3 separate regions of the Mus musculus genome follow, and all the other regions are linked to region 3. A link is a contact called in public HiChIP or PLAC-seq and promoter capture Hi-C data. All regions are on one chromosome and are shown on one strand. The core of a region is the stretch at or near the end of the contact, and the rest is flanking DNA. Distances in the headings are between cores, read along the strand shown. Region 1 holds the start of Pax7 (paired box 7). Region 2 holds the start of Htr6 (5-hydroxytryptamine (serotonin) receptor 6). Region 3 holds the start of Iffo2 (intermediate filament family orphan 2).

Region 1 (2,700 bases), core at 137-2,636, 260 kb before region 3:
TTGCTGATGTCGCCTCCAGGACATTCTGAGTCCACTAGAAAGGGCTCCAAGGTGGTGGCCTAGGAGCTGGAGGAGGAGCTGGAGAGGTTATTCCCCAGGGTTTGGCAGACTCGGATTTGCCAGCATCTCTGGGGATGTATATTTTGCTGCGTTTCTCCGAGCTGCAGGAGGCCAGGCCAGGCCAGGCGCAAGCAGTAAAGCCCTGACAGGTATCAGCGAAGTCAAAATTCTTCCGGGGATGTCACCCTACTCTGTTCCGCCCAGGGAGGGAGTAGTTGTCAAGGAATGTTCAGAGCTAGTGAACTAAAAAGAGAAGGGACACGTGCGGTGGACCCTAGTCCAGGAGGCCAGAGATAGCCGGAGCGGACAGAGAAGATCCCAGCCCAAGGCCGGCTTTCCTACACAGCGGGCAGACAGCTGAAAGCCGTCCGGAGCACAGACCTGCCAGCACATCTCTGGACAACACTTAAAAGAAGTTACCCTCTCCCTCCCTCAGAGCACCCCCAGCCCACGCCATCCCTGGACTCAGAGTTTCAAATTATCTCCCTCCCCCGCGACCCCCTGAGGAAAAAAAGAAAGAAAGAAAAAGAAAAAAAAAGAACGAGGTCGAGTTGGAGATTAAAAAGGAAGGGGAAAAAATACTCGTTGGAGACTTCTTTTCGTTATCGGTCCCCTCTCCCTCCCGAACTGGCCCCCTTTCCTGCTCATGAATAAAAGAAAAGTCCGAACCTATCAGATCTCTCTGGCTGCAGCCTGCTCCCTCCCCTTCCCTGCCGTTGAGCACTTTTGCACAACTTACCCAGCTGATCGCTCGCGCCCCCTCGCTTTTCCTCTTGTGTTCCCCAACCCTGTCGCTCGGGTCACCTCCCCTCCAGTCCGAAACCCGAGCAGGAGCGCGTCCCCGTTCCAGTCCTCCGGGGGACAGGGTGTGAGGGCCAGCAGAAAGAGGCGCTGAGAGGAGGGATCGAGGGGAGGAGGGAGTCCGAGCCAGAGAATAAATATATAAATAAAGACCCAAAGAAAGCCACTCCGCAACCTCTGGGCTCAGGAACTTCGGCCGGGAGCGCGGGAGCGGGTGGCCCGCAAGGCGCAGCTGGGGACAGGGAGCCCGGCCTGCTCGGCCCACGGCAGCCGGTGTCATTCGGCTTAACTTCTGGCCGAGCCCGGCGGGTGGAGGCGGACTTGGGGTTGGAGTGTTTGTTTGTTTGAACTTCCTTGTCGCCACCTTCCACTCCTCCCGCCCCCACCTCACCCCCCCCCGCGCCCAGCTTCTGGAAGGGGCGCGTCTGCAACCGGGTGGGGGGGGGTGCAGAAGGGAGGGGGAAGAGGCTAGTGGGGGGGGGAGGGAAGAAGAGGAGAGGAGGATCGCAGCAGGGGTGAAAGGAAGAGACGCCAAGAGGTTTATCCAGCCGACTCTGGATTCGTCTCCAGCGTGCGCAGGAATGGCGGCGCTGCCCGGCGCGGTCCCCAGGATGATGAGACCCGGCCCGGGGCAGAACTACCCGCGCACCGGCTTCCCCCTGGAAGGTAAGAGAGCGCGCAGGAGGCCTTTACAGGGTCCCCCGGAGGACCTCGGAGATGGCACCCTCCAGGGGAGCGAGCAGCGGGGCTTCCTGGGCTCTGCTGGGTCCCAGTCTCCGCGTGGGACACGGGAAGTTTCTAGAGCGGACACTTGTCAGTTTCTGCGTGGACTCCGCTGACCCTCGGCCCGCGCTCCGTGGGTCACCGGCTGCCGGCCTTTCGCCGCAGGATGCGACTCCCCGGGGAATTCGCATCTGGTCCGTTTTGCGCTCCGGTAAATTCCAGGGTTTCCCACTCTTCTCTGACACAACAGAGTTCCCGGGTCTCTGCGCAGCGCCGCCGGCTTTCTTCCCTAGTTTTGAATTGGTCCCTCAAAGTCGGGATGGGGTCCCTCCAACCCCTTTTATTTCGAAATACCAACAAGCGACACTCTATTTCCACTCCACCAGACCGTCCGCTTCCTCCCAAGCAACTTACTAACTGGCTTTTTTTTTTCCCGGCCCCGACACAAACTAATTAAAAACAATGCATAGTGCCTTATTTCCCGCAAAAACAAAAACAAAAAAATTAAAAACATAACTTTTCCCTACGTCTTTCTAAAGTCTGCAAATGTCCCGGGAAAGAAACTCAAGACCAAAAGAGGGTACAGCAATCCAGGGGACTGTTTTGAGTCTCTAGCCACTCGGGGATGCAGAGGGGACCGGCCGGCGGCGATCGGCCGGGAGAGGAGAAAGGGCCCCTTTGCGCGCCCCCTCCCTTTTCTATTTAAACCTATGGAAGGCTTTCAGCCAGTCACCGAAGGGTCTTCTAGTTTCCTCGGCTCAGACAGCCCATGGTGTCTCAGGAGCAGTTAGAAACGGCGTGCCAATTTTATTTTTTAGCCGCCCCTCTTGTCATTGTGTGGGCCCCACTTGTGGGTGCGGGAGGATGGGGAGAGAAGGCGAGAAGGGGCGGTCTGGCAGCCGGCGATCTAGGGAGGGAGCCCCCTCCCTCGGGCAGCGAGAAGCCGCCGGGTCCCCGAATTAGACAGAGGCGAAGAGAGCGGGCTGCGTGATCAAGTGCGCGCGAGCGGCCACGCAGGCGGGAGAGCGCGGCAGCCGGGGATTTGCCGGAGTCCTCTCCTGGAACGAATGCAAGCAAAACAGGCGGCTAAGGACGCGCAAAGGATTAGGACAATAT
Region 2 (2,700 bases), core at 16-2,515, 500 kb after region 3:
TACTGAGCATCAGAGCTGGGATCGCAAGTGGGTCTCTGACGCTCCATCCAGGGGTGACCTTCTGTTTCCTCAGGCCTCACAGTGTGGAGTGAAAGACAGGGTCCGTCTTTTGGGTGCTGCGGCTGACTTCACCCACCTTTGGGTGTGAGTGGATACCGTTGATCTGCGGATTTGGACACCGGGCATCTTAAGCACCTTCTGCCTTGAGCACCTGGCGGAACTCGGTTCCACCAGATCCTTGGTTGCCTGGTGCTGGAGACCTCGGTAGAGGCTCTTGACCTCTCTGAGCCTCAGCGTAACACCTTCTTCCTGGTATTTATATTTCTGGCATGTATATTCTGGCTTTATAGTTGGGGGTAGGAATCTGGGTAGAGATATTCCAGGACAAACCAAGGCCATGAACGCAGTGGGCTCTTCTAAGTGGGAGGTATTTCCATTTCAAAAAAGATACGTGTCAGGTTCTCTTCACACTGCTGTACATTTTCTCTCCTCCTCCTCCTTTCCCTCCTCCCCTCCCTCTTCTTCCTCCCCCCTTTCCTATAGAAATGACCACTTTACGTTTCCTTTGCCCATTTCTTGTCCATTTCCTTCCACTAGAATGGAAGTTCACAGATGGGAAGCGTCATCTAATGTCGTGGTGTCCAGATAGATGGTCCAGAGCAGTACCTGGTACCTACAAGGTGTGAAGAAAACTTGGTCATCACTAGGAGGCGCTAGGCCCTACCCCTGTTTGCAGTGACTACCCTTCCAATGGCTTGGAGATTCCCAAATCCCTCACACTGAGACTTGGAGCGCCAACAGGTCAGGGAGGGGGACCTTCACCAAAATCACTCAGTGTTGTTAGAGAACTGGCAGGGTTGATCCAAAGGTGAAGTGTGGTAGAAATTATTTACCCATTGTATAGATCCAGCAGCTGAGGCTCAGAGGGATCTCAAAGGACTTGCTCGGTATTTCCCAGCTGACTTCTCTTGAAAGCTCGGTGATTCTTACAGTGAGTGGCTCGACCCCCATTGGGGAGCAGTCTCCGGGTACATACAGGTCACGTCCCCCTTCCTTGACTTCTGCCTGCGCCATCACCACATGTGGGCAGGGGAGCCACAGGCGAAGGTGTGGGGGCTGCGGGCGCCCGGGAGCGCTTGGAGCATCCTTCTCCAGGCCTAGGGTACCACAACCCCGCTCGCCAGCTAAGAGGGGCTCGACTCTGCCCGCCCACCGCGGGGCGGGGCGGGGCGCACGCTCGGAGCCTCCGGGACCGCGCGTGGCTGAAGCGTCGCGGGCTCCTGCGCACCATCTCCCCGGCTCGGGAGCCCTATGCCCGCCGCGCCACCAGCCGCTGCCTGTAGTCTCCAGCCCCGCGGCGCTTGCCGCAGTCGCCGGCAGCGGATCACCCGCGAGCGCCCAGGTAGGGAGCGCGGGCGGGAGGCGGCCAGGCGAGCCGGCGCGGCCGGGAGGGCGGAGCGCCGCGCCGCGCTGCGCTCCTCTGCCAGCCCTCTCTCCCCCACCAGGTCTGGCCCGGCCCGGTCCGCGGCCTCCGGTACCCGGGATCCTTCAGTGCCTAGGGGAGAAAGGAGACCTGCTTTCCGCCGCCGAGCTGCGCTCCTGTTCTTGGGCCACCCCATTGCGACCCCCACGCGCGACAGCTCGTGATCAAGCGTACTCACACGCCCACCCTCCTCAGAGAGACTGCCCCGACCGGAAGGCGGGAGTTCGCCTCCTGCTCCCACCTCCCCAGCCGTGCCTCTGGCCAGGAGCCCCACCCCCATCCTTAGGCATCCCCGGTGGCTCTATTCCATTCCAGGGCTCTCATCCAGCCCCAGCCCAACTTTCATGGACTCGGCGCATCGGTACCCCTCCCCAAACTTCTTACCCGAGTACTCCAGGTGGCCCCGCCATAGGAGGCGCCCCTACAATCTCTCCCCGACCTCTTGTAATGGTTGCTCGGTGACCTAAGAACCCTGTTTTGCCACCTACTCCTCTGAGGTGCAGTTTTTACCCATCTTGCTTTCTCTTCCTTTGGCTTCACCCTGTATCCGCATTCACCATATCCTGTCCTGGTCCTCAACCCTAGTCCCCATGGTTCCAGAGCCCGGCCCTGTCAACAGTAGCACCCCAGCCTGGGGCCCCGGGCCACCGCCAGCCCCAGGGGGCAGCGGCTGGGTGGCCGCTGCGCTGTGCGTGGTCATCGTGCTGACGGCAGCCGCCAATTCGCTGCTGATCGCGCTCATCTGCACGCAGCCCGCGCTGCGCAACACGTCTAACTTCTTCCTGGTGTCGCTCTTCACGTCGGACCTGATGGTGGGATTGGTGGTGATGCCCCCAGCCATGCTGAACGCGCTGTATGGGCGCTGGGTGCTAGCTCGCGGCCTCTGTCTGCTTTGGACCGCCTTCGACGTGATGTGCTGCAGCGCCTCCATTCTCAACCTCTGCCTCATCAGCCTGGACCGCTACCTGCTCATCCTCTCGCCGCTGCGCTACAAGCTGCGCATGACAGCCCCGCGTGCCCTGGCGCTCATCCTGGGTGCCTGGAGCCTCGCCGCGCTGGCCTCCTTCCTGCCCCTCTTGCTGGGCTGGCATGAACTGGGCAAAGCTCGAACATCTGCCCCGGGCCAGTGCCGCCTATTGGCCAGCCTGCCTTATGTCCTCGTGGCGTCCGGCGTCACCTTTTTCCTGCCTTCGGGTGCCATCTGCTTCACCTACTGC
Region 3 (2,700 bases), core at 8-2,507:
GGGGAATACCTAGGCTAGGAGACACACCAGCCATGACTTCCATCAAAGGATCAAGTCTTGACTTTCACCGCGGATTAGCCAAGCTGCCTTGAGCAAGACACTTGGTACCTCTTCACCTCAGTTTCCTCATCTGCAGTATGGGGACAAGGCTGCCTCACACCGCACTGTCATGTGGACAGAATGAGATCACCACAAATCCGCTGGTTATTACGTCCCTGGGAAACAATGTGCCTGGCCCCAGGGGTCGGCGCCCAGGTATCCCGCGCTCCCTGCGCTCGTTCGCGGATTTAGATGACCTAGTCCTCCCGCAGTTCGCAGCCCATATGCCAGGCCCTGCTGCCGGTTCTGAGAGCGGCGGAGGAGGGGCGCGTCCACTCACCTCCGTTTGTACTCGTCACGCTCGCGCTTCACCTTGGCCAGCACGTTGTAGAGAGCGCGGATCTCTGGCGTGATGGTGTCGATCTGCACGCCTACGCCGTCCGGGTGTACCCACGACACGCCGGGGCCCTGCACAGTCTCCACGCCACCGCCTCCCGTGCGCCGCACCTGCGTGTAGCTCCAGATGGTCCCGGGCAGGCGACCGTAGTGCTGCGGGTGCGAGCCGCCGCCGGGGGGCAGGCCGCCCAGGGCCACCGCGTTGGCGTTGACGCCGGTGGCCGCGCCGAGGGCCTGCCCGCTTCCCGCAGCCGACGGCCGCAGCAGCTCGGGCCCGGTCTGCACGGCCTGCTCGCGGGAGAAGGTCTTGTAGCGCAGCCGCCGATCGCGCTCGCTCTGCTGCTGCTCCAGCTGTTTCTCCAGGAGCCGGTTGCGCCGCTCCAGCTCGTGCACCTTGGCCAAGAAGCAGCGGAAACGCACGTTGAGCCCCTTGAGGAGGTGGATGTTGGAACCCAGATCGTCCCGCAGCGCCGCCGTTACGGGCGAGGGCCCCGGCCCGGCCCCGCCACCCCCGCCGCCGCCTGCGCAGCCGCCGCCCCCCGGCGGGCAGCCGAAGGCCAAGGCCATCTCTCCGAACAGCAGCGAGTTAACCATGCGCCGGCTGCGTGGCTCAGGGCCCCGGGCCCGTGGCTCCAGATGCGGCTCCAGCTCGGGGCCGGGCTCCCGGCGCGGCCGGGCCAGGGCGGGCGCGGGCTCCAGAGCGGCCGGGGTGGTGTTAGGTGCCAGATGCGGCTCCGCTGCGTCGGGAGAGATGGTGGGACGAGCTGGAGGTCGCGGTGGCTGCGTGGGGCTGGTGAGGGGTCCGGTGCCTGCGCCGCGACTGTCAGAGCTGCTGTGGACCGGCCGCAGCAGCGGCTCGCAGAGGACTCTCAGCCGGCGCTGCCCCCTCTGCGGCGAGCCCCGCCCTCTGCAGGCACAGACCACGCCTCCAGGGCCCGCCCTCTGCAGACACAGACCACACCCCCTGCCTAGCTGCTCTCTGCCCTTCCCGGCCCGCCCTCTATAGGCGAAGGCCTTCCTCCCTAGCCTGGACCGCCCTCTGCGGACATAGGCCACGCCCCTCAACCCATTGCAGCGATTTCACCCGCTGAGACTCGGCTCCTAGGTCTCCAGCCCCGGCCACGCCTATCGGCCCTTGGGCTCCGCCCACCCACAAGCTGCGCCACTCGTCTGCGAGGAGCCTTTCGACTACAGCTCAAGCTCCGCCCAGCAACGGCCCAGAAAACCCTCGCCTGCGTGCGGCGCTGCAGGCCTAGCGGGGTTCAGATAATCTAACGCAGTCTGAATGCGAAACTGTACCCGGGAACGCGGCAGAGCCGGGCACCGCAGCCTCTTGAAAAGGTGGACAGCCTGTGGAGACCTCCACTACCAAGTGTGCCAGGCGGGCTTGACTACCTGCTTGCCCTTCCTCCGTGTCCCAAATTTCCCTGCCCCAGATTCTCAGGCATGCGGGTGACTGTGGCCTGCAAAGGTCTGGCAACCATAGTGTGCGAAGATGCATGAAAACCAGCTCCCCTACTCCAGCCTCCGGAGGCCTTGGTCGCCTTCCTGTCCCCTACCAGGCAGGATCAGGGCTTCTCGCAGCCTTTGAGCCTGCTAGTCCACGGCAAACCCAGAAGCGGGGATGTGAGACAAGCTGGGGAAGAGAAAGCAATGAGCCTCCCAACATGCTTGTCCTCACAACCCTGACTAACCATCTCCTGTCACCTATCACCACATTGTCACAGTCGGCGCTGTAGCTGAGCCCTGAGAGCAGAGGGTCTGTCTATCCATCAATTCTCCCGAATGCCTTGCTGCAATATGGAGTACCACCTATTTGGAGGACACTTATTTGGACCCATCCATCTTCCGTCCTTTCAGCCATCTATCCTTCACACCTACCACCCTAAAAACCAGTATTCCCTGCGATCTCCAAGTGTCTCCTGTACCCACTGCAAGCATTAGCTCACAGCAGGCACCTATTTAAGTATTATCCTCATTTTACAGAGAAGGTCGCTGAGACCTGAGCTTTACCACCACCTCAAAACACACTCTACCCAGCCTTCCGAGCTGCTGGCCTTTGGTCCTCACCACAAACTTCCTAAGGGAAGGACCCCACCTTGAATGCCTGTGGCTTACACCGTCAGCTCTTAACCAGATATGTGGTATGTTTTAGATTCTTCCGGCCACATCTTTTTTTCCCCTCTCACCGCCATTGTCTTGTTACTAGCTTATGTGTCCGTCTTGTCTGCTTGTGCGTAAGCTTGCAGGCAGGTACCCTGTCTC

What was found. Promoter capture Hi-C pulls out the DNA fragments that hold promoters and counts their contacts. HiChIP or PLAC-seq counts read pairs in DNA pulled down with a chosen protein or histone mark.
Region 1: a contact with region 3 is called in a promoter capture Hi-C map of embryonic stem cells, with 5 times the contacts expected there. The contact joins the promoter of Pax7 here to the promoter of Iffo2 in region 3. A contact is called at or near these places in 3 of 39 promoter capture datasets (the C10 cell line and embryonic stem cells), 6 of 484 Hi-C or Micro-C datasets (all in embryonic stem cells), 3 of 115 datasets of contacts at active chromatin or transcription factors (embryonic forebrain, embryonic stem cells and neural tube) and 2 of 9 other capture datasets (embryonic stem cells and liver).
Region 2: a contact with region 3 is called in an HNF4G HiChIP or PLAC-seq map of pancreatic cancer cells. The contact joins the promoter of Htr6 here to the promoter of Iffo2 in region 3. A contact is called at or near these places in 1 of 484 Hi-C or Micro-C datasets (the G1E-ER4 cell line) and 2 of 115 datasets of contacts at active chromatin or transcription factors (embryonic stem cells and pancreatic cancer cells).

What each region holds. Positions count from the first base shown.
Region 1 is chr4:139,831,654-139,834,353 of GRCm38.p6, reverse strand. It overlaps Pax7 (paired box 7), which reads left to right and starts at 1,386. Exons shown (of 9, transcript NM_011039.2): 1 at 1,386-1,527. The coding sequence starts at 1,443. Gm46873 (a long non-coding RNA gene) reads right to left here and starts at 886. Exons shown (of 3, transcript XR_001784470.2): 1 at 800-886.
Region 2 is chr4:139,074,135-139,076,834 of GRCm38.p6, reverse strand. It overlaps Htr6 (5-hydroxytryptamine (serotonin) receptor 6), which reads left to right and starts at 1,265. Exons shown (of 4, transcript NM_001377096.1): 1 at 1,265-1,402; 2 at 1,506-2,700. The coding sequence starts at 2,074.
Region 3 is chr4:139,573,277-139,575,976 of GRCm38.p6, reverse strand. Iffo2 (intermediate filament family orphan 2) reads right to left here and starts at 1,257. Exons shown (of 9, transcript NM_001205173.1): 1 at 380-1,257. The coding sequence starts at 1,029.